2 separate regions of the Sus scrofa genome follow, and region 1 is linked to region 2. A link is a contact called in public Hi-C data. All regions are on one chromosome and are shown on one strand. The core of a region is the stretch at or near the end of the contact, and the rest is flanking DNA. Distances in the headings are between cores, read along the strand shown.

Evidence for each region. A called contact is a pair of places that touch in the nucleus more often than the background predicts.
Region 1: a Hi-C map of skeletal muscle shows a contact between it and region 2, with 7 times the contacts expected there. The contact joins the promoter of SNX17 here to the promoter of GCKR in region 2. A contact is called at or near these places in 6 of 47 Hi-C or Micro-C datasets (epiblast stem cells, heart right ventricle, liver and 1 more) and 2 of 2 datasets of contacts at active chromatin or transcription factors (alveolar macrophages and skeletal muscle).

The regions. Positions count from the first base shown.
Region 1 is chr3:111,777,280-111,784,067 of Sscrofa11.1, reverse strand. SNX17 (sorting nexin-17) reads left to right here and starts at 2,523. Exons shown (of 16, transcript XM_021087689.1): 1 at 2,523-2,769; 2 at 3,233-3,307; 3 at 4,332-4,449; 4 at 5,447-5,511; 5 at 6,058-6,168; 6 at 6,269-6,359; 7 at 6,513-6,600. The coding sequence starts at 2,707. EIF2B4 (a long non-coding RNA gene) reads right to left here and starts at 2,407. Exons shown (of 13, transcript XR_002342807.1): 1 at 2,278-2,407; 2 at 1,863-1,906; 3 at 1,484-1,619; 4 at 1,085-1,289; 5 at 488-572; 6 at 209-300.
Region 2 is chr3:111,680,730-111,687,487 of Sscrofa11.1, reverse strand. GCKR (glucokinase regulatory protein) reads left to right here and starts at 3,949. Exons shown (of 20, transcript XM_021087679.1): 1 at 3,949-4,100; 2 at 4,376-4,454. FNDC4 (fibronectin type III domain-containing protein 4) reads right to left here. Exons shown (of 7, transcript XM_003481268.4): 6 at 6,373-6,497; 7 at 4,992-6,207. The coding sequence ends at 6,172. IFT172 (intraflagellar transport protein 172 homolog) reads right to left here and starts at 3,814. Exons shown (of 50, transcript XM_003354889.4): 1 at 3,628-3,814; 2 at 904-1,047; 3 at 560-672; 4 at 78-117. The coding sequence starts at 3,666.

The DNA.
Region 1 (6,788 bases), core at 1,274-3,773, 98 kb before region 2:
AGGGAACTTGAGCACCTGCTGCCCACCTGCCCCTGATGAAAAGGAACCTCCTACCCTAGCACAGGCAACCCCACTGCTCTAGCCTTGTGCCCTGTGTTCATGCCTCTTCCCACAGATCCAACCTCGAGTTTCCCTCGCTTTCAAAACAGGATGTCTAAAACTTCTCAGACTTAAAAGCTCATCGGACAACTTCATCATAAGATCCTACCTCATAAACTGGGTCAGAGAGTTGTGTCTGCTGTACTGGGGTAGGTGGGAGAAGAGACTGACTTTGGAGCCATAATCCTTTCGTGTTGGAACCTGGACAAAACAGAAGAACAGGACCAAGAGCCTGGAGTTTAAAACTATGGGATGATGCTGGGAGGGAAGGAGACAGCGAGCCCACTTTGACCCAAATACCCAGCCTTTCCCAGGGTCTCCCTTTGCCCTGAGCAACTTTCCTCCCTCCCTAGGCTCTTTCTGGCCACACACCTAACCCACTCCCTACCTGCTGTCGCTCGGGCCGTTTAACAAGCCTTCTCAGAAGTGTGGGTTCATCAACCTGGGTGTGCTCAGGTAGCCGCTTCACTCCTAGAAGAAAACAGACGTGTTTTCAAGACACTAGCTCATGATGAGAAATTTGCTTTCAGGGTTATAAGGGACATCAAAAAAATTTGAGGTGGAGGAGAAAAGAGTAGAAGAAACAGGGGGAGTTCTGGTCATGGCTCAGCGGTAACAAAACCAACTAGCATCCATAAGGACACGGGTTTGATCCCCGGCCTTGCTCAGTGGGTTAAGGATCCGGCACAGCCGTGAGCTGTGGTATAGGTGCAGACACAGCTCAGATCTGGTGTTGCTGTGGCTGTGGCGTAGGCCAGCAGCTACAGCTCCGATTCGACCCCTAGCCTGGGAACCTCCATATGCTGCAGGTGTGGCCCTAAAAAGACAAAGTAAAAATAAAAATAAACAGGGGGAGGACAAGGTTGGGGAGAGAACTGGGAACCAAGGCGAAGAATGGGAGAGAAGAGCTGCTTTTCAGTGGGGAAGCCCTAGCTAACTCAGGAATGGAGAGCCAACAGAGGTCTTGAAACGATGGGAAAATACCTGAGGGGTTTCTCCAGCTGTGCTGGGGCAGGACTGAGGAGGGGGCCCTCCTTGTTCCCCTTTTCTTGCCTGCTTCAGGGCCCGCTCAGCCTCTTGCTTCGCTCGCCGTTCAGCTCGAAGTTCAGCTTTACTCCGACCTGCTGGAATTTTCTCCTTGGCAGTGCCCAACTGACTGTCCGGTCCTGGCAGGTCTTTGGTCGGGCCTACTAAGGGTAGATGGAAGAGGTGCCCAAGCTCCAGGCAGGTACTATCTATGCCCCAACCAAAGCTTCTTTTCTGTTTATCTAAACTTTGTCTCTCTTCACTTGTTCCAACCAACTTTGTCCTGTCTCCCCTTCTTCTCTCCCGCCACATCCCTTTACCAGCTCCACAGCCCAGCCCTTTAAAAAAGCCCCCGCACCTTGACATTGGGCTGCAGACACAGCAGAGCCAGTTTCTGGTTCTGTCCCCTTTTCCTCCTTCCGTTTCTTCTTTTGCTGTTTCTTTTCTTTCCGAAGCTGCAGCTTTTCTTCTTGGGTCATCTCCCTCCCCCCTGCCTAAGACACAGACATAAATACTGCTTTTTCCCAACCATTTCAAAAAACGAATAAACACTACAGGATTCCCAAAAGGTCCCTAATGCTCCTTAACTCTTACCAGCTACCTGTTACAAGCTAACAGCCCACAGGGATGGAAGCCTTTCCCCCAGGATCGCAGTCACATTACCAATAAGGCTTATAAGTTGACACTGCCTCCTGCGTAGCGCTTGACAGGCGGCTTGGGAGGGCACCCTCACTTACCCCTGGCCGAGAAGCAAGCTCCGCCTTCATCCCAGATCCCGAGTCTGCATCAGAAAACAGGGCACAAAGTGAATCAGAGAGGTTCCGGAAGGGTTTAGAGGGGCTCGTACTCGACGCAGCTGGCTGCTGGGTCCGCATGACCACGGCTCCTCCACCAGGCGGGAGGTGAGCCAGGGATCCGCGTGGGGACGCAGTGCGCAGCAGGATCAAAGGCGGCGGGGGGAGGAGAGAGCACGCACCCTTCCCGCAGGAACAGGCCGACGCGCAGGGCGGAGTGCGTCCGAGACACCGCGGACCAGATTCCCGCGCGGTGCCGGAACCGAACGACAGGGCCGAGAGGGGCTCGGGGCCCAGCCGTAGCCTCCCAGGGCCTGGCGGCTCGCGTACCTGTTTGTGCGGCCGCCCCTTCACTCACCCTCGCGAACAGCCACAGCCACAGCAGCCATCACCCGTCCTAGGCTCCGCCCGCTGCAGTCACAGGGACCAGAGCGCCCCCAAGGCCGACAGCTGCGGAGCGCAGCTCCCCCACCCAGAGGACTACAAGCCCCGACGTGCTCTGCGGCTCCGCCCGGGCTATGGGTCGCGATAAGGGCCCAGTCAAACCTGGGTTCCCAATCCCGGCAGTAGGCTCTTGCCCTTTAGACTACAGTTCCCAGGATTCCCCGGGAAGCTGCGCCCCAGAGCGGACGTCTCCAGTCCTTCCCTCCTCGGATCTCAACGGCCGCCCCCCCCGCCCAAAAATGGCGAGCGAAGCTTCGGGGACGCGCTGAGTAGCGGAGGCGAGCGTGCAAAGCCACTGCGGCCCTCACAGTTCGGAGCCCGGCCGGGCCCTGCCGCAGGGAACATGCACTTTTCCATTCCTGAAACCGAGTCCCGCAGCGGGGACAGCGGCGGCTCCGCCTACGTGGTGAGGAGCGGCCGGAGCCCGGCCGGGCAGGGGCGGGGATAACGGGCCGGAGCCCTCCGAGCGGCCTCCGAGGTCTGGCCGCCGCCTTTCGGGCCTGGTCACTGGCCGCCAACTCCCGATGGCCTCGCTGGGAGCTTATATTACGTCTCAGATTCGTCCAGAGGTCTCCCCAGCTCCTGTAGGTCCTTTGTTCCGCCGCGTCACCTCCCTCGACTGGGCCGCGGCTACTCTGGTGGGCGTCACTGGCCTCTTGGGGAGGAAGACTCCAGCCCGAGCGCCCGGGTTTCCCCGGGACCGGTCCTTCTGCTTTGGGACCTGGCTCCGGGGCAAACAGACTGGCAACCTTCGGAAGATCTCGGCGCCTTAATCAGGCAGAGCTGTGCCAGGCAACTTCCGGCCAGGGTTCTCAAGGGGGTCGCCCAGACCGCGACCTTAAAATGCTTGCCTGTTTTTGTGTCCTCAGGCCTATAACATTCACGTGAATGGAGTCCTGCACTGTCGAGTGCGCTACAGTCAGCTCCTGGGGCTGCACGAGCAGGTGGGACTAGCACTCCTGCCTTGAGGCAGCTTCAAGCCCTTTCCTACACCTGGGCATCAGTGTCTCCATTTTCCCCCTCGTCGCTTTCCCGGGGGCTGTAGTTCCCTTTTACTCACTACCATAATCACTGCCATGTTGGATCTGGTGCTTTATCTTACCATCGTCTGACATTTCCAGGGGACTCCCCACGAATCTGCGCCTCTAACTGCGCCTCCCTGTACTAACATCCTCCTTCCTGCTTCTTGGTCCCCTCCTTACACAGCCTGTACACTGCCTTTGTCCGTGCATGGAGAAACCGACGACCCTTCCCCGCTCCACTGCCAAAGCACTTTCCCTCTGTCATCTGAGCTGCCACTTGAAACTCTCTTCCCTGCTCATACAAACCATTCACCAGTTTCCTTCTGTGTTCCTTGACTCACCTGAGTGGGTGTAGCTGTTCCAGTTATCCGTATGTGTCGATGATGTAATGTTTCTCCGTTCTCCACACCAAATTGTGAGCTCTGTATTTAACTCAGTACAGCGTCCTGGTTCTATTCATAACTGGTTGTGCAGCCCTAAGCAAGTTACCTGATTTCTTTGGGCCTCGGCTTTCACACCTGAAAAATGGATTTGTTGATCTGCAAAGTCCCTCTCAGTCCTAAGACACGTCGCGAACATACTTAGCCATTACTTGTTTGTGCACACAAACCTTTCTTACAAAGCCCTTTGCTTCCTGTGAGGGTTCAGTGAACACAGCCTTGCTAGATCATCAAGGTGCTCCCAAAACCCAGGCCCTTTACAAACTCTCCCCGTATTGTGAAGAGGCTGACTTCTACACAGTAAGATCGGAAAGAACCTGTATCTAGGACAGCGCTCCCTTGGGATGCTGCCTCTGCCAAAGGGCTCATTTCCTGGATGACCAGGGGACACAGGGGAGCAGGAACTGAGGCAGGGGAAGGAAAGCCCAGGAGGACATTATGAGTGTGTGTTGCCTCTTCTCTTTTGCTGTGTTTGTGTGAAGAATTGTATCTCTTTCTCCAAATAGCTTCGGAAGGAATATGGGGCCAATGTGCTTCCTGCATTCCCCCCAAAGAAGCTTTTCTCTCTGACCCCTGCTGAGGTAGAACAGAGAAGAGAGCAGTTAGAGAAGTACATGCAAGCCGGTGAGTGGTTGGAGGGAACTTTAGGCTGACTCTGTTGAGGACTCCAGGGAGAGACTCAAAGCAGCTGGTTCTGTAGAAGGTTCTGAAGTAGTTTCTAGATCTGGGAGGCCTCTTGTTTGATGTATTGTTTAATTACCAAAAGTAAATAGTTGGAGTTCCCGTAGTGGCTCAGCGGGTTACAATCCCAACTAGTAGCCATGAGGATGTGAATTCGATCCCTGGACCCACTCAGTGGGTTAAGGATCCAGTTTTGCCGTGAGCCGTGGTGTAGGTCACAGATGTGGCTCGGATCCCGAGTTGCTGTGGCTGTGGTATAGGCTGGCAGCTGCAGCTCTGCTTCGACCCCTAGCTGGGGAACTTCCATATGCTGCAGGTGTGGCTCTAAAAAGACAAAGTAAATAGCATCCAAGTGTTCTCTAGGTATCAGCAAAATAATTTGTATATACACATACATATATATATATTTTTTTTCTTGTCTTTTGAGGGCCGGACTCAATGGCATATGGAGGTTCCCAGGCTAGGGGTCGAATCGGAGCTGCACCTGTCAGCCTACGCCACAGCCATGCCAGATCCAAGCCACGTCTGTGACCTACACTACAGTTCACAGCGAGGACAGGGATCGAACCCGCAACCTCGTGGCTCCTAATTGGATCCGTTCCTGCTGCGCCACGACGGGAACTCCAAGAAACACTGATATGATATGCAGTAGTGTTAGAGTAATTTAGATCTGTGGGGAGAACTTAATTTGTATCTGATGTGCTTTAGATTAACATTGTTACTTCCCTGGTTCTATAGCTTGGACTCAACTAGATGGTAGCCAGGGGTGGGGCAGGTGAAGAATTTATGCAAACAGTGAGAGTGAGGCCGGCTGGGAGATGTGACTGTCCACCATCAGCCCAGGAAATGGGGTCTGGGGGACCTATCAAGAAGAGAACTGGACAGCAGGGACAAGAGGGAATCCTAAGGTGGTAGAACATCATTCTCGTGTCCCCCACAGTGCGGCAAGACCCATTGCTTGGGAGCAGTGAGACCTTCAATAGTTTCCTGCGTCGAGCACAACAGGTAAGGCTTTGGATGGGGCCAAGATTTAAAGGAAAGACCCACGTTGGTTTAATGAGGTGGCTACAGAGGAGTCGTCCTGGCAGCTTTATGGAATGGGGCTTCTGTTGAGCCACCGAAATCAAGGAAACCCAGCCTGTAATTAAGCCGCTAAGAATAAAGGCATCAGGAGTTCCCATCGTGGCGCAGTGGTTAATGAATCCGACTAGGAACCATGAGGTTGCAGGTTCGATCCCTGGCCTTGCTCAGTGGGTTGACGATCCAGTGTTGCCGTGAGCTGTGGTCACGGGCTTGGATCTGAGACGCGGGCTTGGATCCCGCGTTGCTGTGGCTGTGGCGTGGGCCGGTGGCTACAGCTCCGATTCGACCCCTAGCCTGGGAACCTCCATATGCCGCGGAAGCGGCCCAAAGAAATAGCAAAAAGACAGAAAAAAGAATAAAGGCATCAGAGGGACCTAGAAATAGACAGTTGGGAAGAGGTCAGAGCTGGACACTGAGCATGTTGTTAACAAGAATGTGCCTCCCGTTCCCACGTATGTTCACAACCAGGAGACACAGCAGGTACCCACAGAAGAGGTCTCCTTGGAAGTGCTACTCAGCAACGGGCAGAAAGTTCTGGTCAACGTGCTAACTTCAGATCAAACTGAGGATGTCCTGGAGGTGAGGCACTGCCCCTCCTCCCCCTGCACCCCAGGTTCCCAGGCTCGGGGTGATTGCAACCACCCAGGATGATGCGCTGTACTCCCTTCCCTGTCCTCAGGCTGTGGCTGCAAAGCTGGATCTTCCAGATGACTTGATCGGATACTTCAGTCTCTTTCTGGTTCGAGAAAAAGAGGATGGAGCCTTTTCATGTGAGTTTCTCTGGACTTTCTGCTTCCTTCTGTTTCCAGTAGTGAATTTGCCTCCTTGTCTCCCCCAAGATGGTGGCATTTTTCTCAGGGCCTCTTTCCCTCAAGTCTAAGGACATTTTCCTTTTTCTTTCTTTCTGTTTTTTAAACTCATAGTTGTACGGAAGTTGCAAGAGTTTGAGCTGCCTTATGTGTCTGTTACCAGTCTTCGAAGTCAAGAGTATAAGATTGTGCTAAGGAAGAGGTCAGGACTGGGCTTGGAGGAGGGAGAGGGTGCTGGATTGGCTTATGGGGCCACGTACTGAGACAGAATCATCTGGACAAGGGGGCAGTGCTGGGTGTTTGTACCAGGCCTCCGGAGCTTCCTCCGCTCTGTCACCATTAGCCCAGCAGTTCCAGAATGCTCCTGTTGTGCCCCTTTTCCATTCTACC
Region 2 (6,758 bases), core at 2,700-5,199:
CCTGGCTGTATTTATAAGCAGATCTACTGATAGGTGCTTGTTCATCCTAATCTCCCAGGGCCTGGTCTGAACTTTACCGTCTGGATGAACTTGTTACAGATGACTTTCTTGTCACCCCTGCCGGATAAAAGGAAGGAAGCATCTTAAAGATTATTTCCACGAATACACTGCTACAAATGATGCTGGGTGTGGGGGGAAGGAATTAGAGATACCTTCCCTGGCCCGCCAGGGTCCCACCACTCCACAGAAGCCCTCAAAGAAGGCATAAGAAGGGGCCTCAGTAGCTTTGGAAGAATAACAAAGACACGGCATCACTCCTGGCTCCCCAGGATCTCACAGGGCCTCCTTGGTGATCTAAGACTGATTCCTCCAGGGATGGGACCACAGAACACGTGGTGCAGGCAAAGGCAGGGAAGCAGCAACAACAGACCCAGAGGCCTCTGCTTTCCACGCCCAGCTTGGCTCCTCATCCTCTCTAGTCCCGCTCCCCAGCGAGGCGCTGCTTCCTCCCTTTCCCCTGCTTCTCTCTGCCACCCCACGGCCCATTCTCTGTCCTCACCAATCTTCTCCAATCTTGTAGACATAGATGATGTTGTCGGTCTGTCCTATGGCGATCTTAGTTGAATCGGGAGAAAAAGCCATGCCCTTCACCATATAGCTCTTCCTGCCATACTAAGAGTCAAAAAGAGAGAAAGAAAAGGAAAGGAAAAGAAGTACCTCGAATAAGTAAAAGAGAAGAAAAGGTGCATGTGTGACTCAAGCACACTGGGCTTGAGGGGTTTATACGGAGCAAAGGCAGGGGAGGCCATGTGCTACGCCCGAGGCTAGGACCTGCCTTAGGAAGTCCTCTAGGTTCACAAGGCCCCATCACCAGGTTAAGGTACACAGGGGTGTCCCCTTCACCTTCATGTCGGCTGGTTTGGTGGAGAATTTATCCCTCCGCTCCCCGTGTTCGTCATACAGCAACACCACTCGGTCCACTGTGCAGACAGCAAATTTGGCATTGTTGTGGGACCATGCCATGCAGGTGACCTTTGCAGCTCCATCCTGCAGAGGCAAAGGGGGCAAAAATAAACCCGGGTGCTGGTCTAGAATGCCAAACGCATTCCTGGCTCCATCACTTCCAGTGTGACTTTGGTGCATTTTCCTTCTATCATAGTCCTTAAACAAAGAGAAGCTCATGATCCATCCAGGTCTCCGAGGCCACAGAGCCCTGGATGGTGAGAACAAAGTGCTTCTAGAGACTCATAAGGCAAATGCACTAAGAGGTGACGCGGCAAATCAACTGTACTGATGTGTCCCCACAGCGGCCTTCTCATTCCCTCATATCCCAGGTCTGCAGCTGAAATAAATGCAATTGGTCTGATAAGTTTTGGTCTTTAGCCATTTGCTCAATTAATGTTTTCTGAGTATCTTATTGAGAAAGGCACTTGGCCATGGGCTGAGAGAGAGACAAAAGGCAAGACATGGTCCCTGCTCAAGGATCTCATAAGATGGTACAAAACCAGGAAGAGTCCCATGGGACAGGCGCTTGTAATAGTTGGTAAAAGCCTGAGATAATTTTCTGTCTAAATGATCGACATTAAGCTTTGAAGAGTAGAGTCAGTTGGGTAGGGAAATGATGCGAGGGAGAAGGAATGGCATGAGCAATGGGAAGTTCTGGTCAGTAAAAATTTAATTTAGCTGAAACTATCTTATAAATAGCAGAACGGAGGATGTAAAGCAGGAAAACAGACTAAGGCCAGTTCAGGAAGGGTCTTCAAAGCTAGGCTAAGGAGTCTGGGCTTATTTGGTAGGAAAAGGACAGACAATGAAAGTTCTGGAAGGGGGAGTGAAATAACCAGAGTTGTGACTGAGGATAAATGATGCCACTTTGGTTTTCTGTTTGTTGGTTGGTTTTCCTTAACAATCCACTTCACAGAAGCCCAAGTTAGAATCGATCAACTCCTGGTGAATTATTCTGGCCATGTATGTCCCTTTTACCACCAGCCCCAGTTATCTATGGTTCTGCACTAAGGATTTCCCTCCTTGAAATAAAAAATTTAGTTTCTGCTCCAATTGTTTGATGAATTATTTGAGCTTGAGAGACCCAGCTTAACACATTGCTACTTTTTACTCCAAACCTACCCACCTCCAAAGTCAGTGGTAAAAACACCTTTTTTTTTTCATCAAAATCCTCAAACCAGAGTCAGAAAATAGCCACACCACCCCCTTTAGCCCCCTTCAACTCTTGACTAAATCATGTTGGGAGGGTTGAGAGCTCCTCAGGGATTGTTGCTGATTAACTTCTTATAACATGTTGCCCAATCCTGGGCACTCAGCCCTTTCCTGCATCATGACATCATCTTATCCTGAAAGACTGAAGGAAGATTTCACTTCCAATTATTCCATTAGGGTAAAGGAATTTTAAAAATACAGATTCAGGGAACAGTTTACAGAGCAATGAGCGCACCTCTCTTGTATTCTAATTTCCTTCTTTTCTCCTAATGCCACGTCCTCTGTGAAGCCTTTCCGTTTCCCATAATCAATCAATTCTTCCTTCTCTACAAAGGGACCTCACAGGACTGTTGTGAGGATTAAATGAGGTAGGGATCAGAAAAATAGCTAACAAGCACCACAGACTAAGCACTCTGCTAAATGCTTGATATGCATTATCTTATTTTATTTCATAACCAAGTAGATGCTGTTACGATGCATCTTTTACAGATGGAGAAACTAAGGCATGGCAAGGTTAAGTAATTTGCTCAAGTTTACAACCACAGTTTAAGTGGCAGAACCAAGATTTAAATCCATGTGTGTCTGAATCCATAATCCACAATCCTAACTTCTTTATTTATGTTGCTCTGGTACATGTTAAACATTCAGTTATGACAGATATTCTTAGCTTTCATTTTGTCCTTTGAAGTGTGAACGTCCTTCTCTCTTGTCTATCAGTTTTCATGCTGCTTTTCTGTCTACAATGTTCTCTTGCGTGTACTATTTCCTTTAACTGTTTCCCCTAATCCCTTAAAGCTGAGATTATCATTATTCCTGTTTTCCAAGTGTATAGATCCAAGACTGGGTGAGTGCTCGGAGAGATGGCTAAAATCAGGACCATCAAGACACTTACTAAAGTAGGATTCGAATTCTGGTTTCCTAACCGCAAAACTCAACCCCTTTCTTCATTAAGTTCTAAGGTTCCTCCCCCAGGGCCCAGCTTCTTCTGAGTATGAGATCTTCAGCATCAGAACGAACGGTGGCCGTCTGCCCTCCTTTAAGTGGGGCTTGCACCTAAAGTGCTTATTTAAGGCGGTGTAGATTTATGTTCGTTGTTCACATGTGCGCCTCTCCCTCTAGTATGAGCCTCTTGCAGGCAGAGGCAACAATTGATGTAGCTCTGGATCCCTAAAGCCCCAGCACAGGACCTGGTACACAACTGATTCGTTAAATGGAACGAAATGAAAGCTACGATGGTCAGTGGTCCATCTCGCCTACTCCATCCTCCATCGACGGAGCAGAGTCCGTAGCACCGCTATGGCTTTTGGTCTTCTGCACACAGTAGGCGCTCAACGTTTTTAAACTTCAGTCCCTCACTTTTCTTGGGACATTAAGGAGGGCGGGGGAGGGAAGAGGCACGCGACTCCTCACCTGAGGGCTCAGCAGGGTCCTCAGGTGCTTCAACTGCATGACGAACACCTGCCTCTCAGATGCGGACAGACGGCGACAACTCCCGTGGTTACCTGGACAACCCGCCACGCAGCCGCAGCGGCAGCCGCTGACGCAGAAGCGACCAGCGCGCCAGGCGCGCGTCGCAAGGTCACCACGTAGATTTGCCGCGAAGCAAACAGAACGTGCGCAGGCGCAATGAGATCGAGGGCGGGACGCCCGAGAGGGCTGGAGGAATGCTCTCCCCGACCAATGCCGTGGTGGCGTGCAAACGCAAACTCAAGCCACGCCCACGAGCCTTCCGCAAACTCCGGCGTCGTACGTAATCGTGGGCGCTCTTGCTCTTTGATGTACGTAAGCGTGGCTGAGTGCGTTCTTTTAATCCTCGCAAACCTGGAGGAAAGCTGGGGCAGTTGGTGTGACAGGCGTTTGCCAGTGGACACGCTTGAACACCAGTACGTTATGTAACTTGCACGGGCTCACAAGACTGATGATGATAGGTAACACGGACTACTCAGTGTGTGTCTGCCAGGTACTGTGCAAAGTGCTGTGCTCACAGTATCTCATTTAATCTCAGAGCCACCTTTGGAAGGGAAGAGCGTTATCAGTCCCATTTTACAGGATCAGAGGGGTCACTTGCCTAAGCTAACACAGTGTGAAAAAGACGGAACTGGATTCAACCCGGAGCTGGAGTATTTAAGCACCCTTGATATTCCTATTCAATTTCTAGTTCCCTGTCTTTATGCCATGCTACTGTACCCCGTGACACTCCCTTCCCCAGAAATGATGATGTGCCCAGAGCCTGACAGGTGAGTGCTTTGGAACCAGTGGCCAGAGAGAGGTAAGGTCCCCAACTTCTGAACTGGGAAACTGGGTTAGAGACTGCTGCTTAGATCAGGATGCTTTTATGGTTCAGGGCAGAGGGCAGAGCATAGCTTCGAGTACCTGATAGGTTCAGTCTTGTGATAAGGGGTCGGAGTTTGGTTTAGTACAAAAGATACTGACTTCTTGATCTTTGTTTGGATCGGGGTCCCTTTCAGAATTGTTGGTCTAACTTCTTGTAACATAACAGAGAGATCGAGATGCAGAAAAGGAGAGATTCAGACGCCTCCTCTGGGAGGAACATACGTTGAGAACAGTGTTACCTTCCAGACAGTGCAGCATCTGCTGTCCAGATGGATTCTGGGTTCTGAAGCCTTTCCCCCATAGTGGTTGCAGATGTCAACAGGTATTTCTTTTTCACTGACACAAACCCCTCTTGGAACTTAGGAAAAAGTAGGGGACAGGCCCTATTTTCACAGGACACAAGTAGGCCCCAGAGCCCAAATTATAATTCTTTTGACAGGAGAGGTCCAACCCCAGTTTTATTTCCAGAATCCTCTTCTGGATATAGTGGCAGAGAGTGAATAGGAACTCATTTATACTTTACAATTATTATTGACTTTGACCAAATGAACAGAAAGACAGACAGAGAGACAAAAGGGAAAGCAAGGGCAGGGAAGAATAGGCACAGAAATGCACAGGAGAGGAACACTTGGCACCCAGGGATCCATTAGTATAGCTGCTCTTTCATTTGTCCCAAGACACACCGTTCAGTCCTTTTCTGAAAATTAGCTCAGGGGTGATGGAATTCATGGTGAGGAATGGGCTGCGGATGTGGACACTGAAAAAGGCTTCTGGGCCTCTCAGGTGACATGACCCTAGTTTCCAGTGGAGCAAGGAGAATTTGTGTCCTCTTTTTCTTCCTTCTCCCCCTTCCCCCCCAACAAAGCAAAATGGACTAGGGCTCTAGTTTTCTATGCCCCTCTCCACCCATGCAAGGCTGGAGAATCAAAGCCACCACCTTAAAATAAGAGTCTTTTCCTGTCGAGCTGGTGGTGATGGTGTGAGGGGCCTCTGTAGTCAGGGGAGACACAGTGGAGAAATATCTTCAGCATACTATTCAGTATACCATACAGTCAGCTCCGGTTTGTCCAAGAACCTTTATTGGAAAAATGTCCAAGGAGTGAGATCCCCAGCAGCCGGAGGGACTGCCAGGTGAGAGGGGGAGCACCTGAGGCTCCATGGAAGACATTGGAGTAGTGCAGTGCAGCGTCTGCCTCCAGGCCCAGACAGTGCCTTTGATTTGCTGGGGGAGGGGGAGTACGCCCAGAAACACTCCCCTCTGGGACCTGGAGGCAAGATGTGGGGGCAGCTGGGGAGGCAAGTGAAATGGGGGCCCCTTTGGGGACCTGATGGGACAGGGTTGAACCAGTGACTCTCCCCCGGACCTGGGGGATGGAAGGACACATCCCGTCTGATCTCCACTCCCCAGGTCCAGGGACACCGACCCTATCAGACCTACCTTCTGGCCCTGCTCACAGTGGAAAGAGGATGGAGACCAGCCTGAGATGGTGGGAGTGTCATTACCCTCTGGGAGACTGTGGGATCCTTCAGTCTTGGGCAGCTCACCATCTTGGCCTCTCCCTGACCCCATCCCCATCCCCAGGTTGTGAGTGCATCTGTCTTCTGGTTCTGTTTCTTCACTCAGACGTCGATGGTGTTGATGGACGGTGACTTTTTCTGGAAAAGAAGGTGGTTTGAGTCTCTAATTTCAGGCAGGTGACGGCTTCCTCCACCCCGCATTTCCATTGTCCCTCGCCTCCTGCCCCTCTGAGGCCTCCTCCCTTCCCCTCACTGCTCCTAGAGGCAAAACTGCCCCTCCTTCCCTCCCCAGCCCCTCATCACCTGTCTTGTCCCCACCGGCCTTCCCTGAGGACTCTGTTCCGGCCCCTTCCCCTTCTCCTTGGGGTTGTTGTTGGAGTCATTGTCTTTGATGATGTCATACTGACGGCAGAATAGTCCAATTACAGCTGAAACACAACAACACAGTCTGAGCCTTGATCCTGACCTCTCAGAGGGCAGGGAGATACCCACACAATTTCTAGAAAATCCGAGAAGGAAATCTTTGGATTCCTGGTGCCCGTGCCCAAGCACTACCCTCTTCATCCTCTTCTCTGGGCGCCCAAGAGCCTTCTCTCCCTTTCTTCAAACCTTCCCTGCTCATCCCCTTCAACTAAACATCTCCCCCTGCCATAGTTCTCACCTGCTTCTCTCCTGACAACCATTACCAA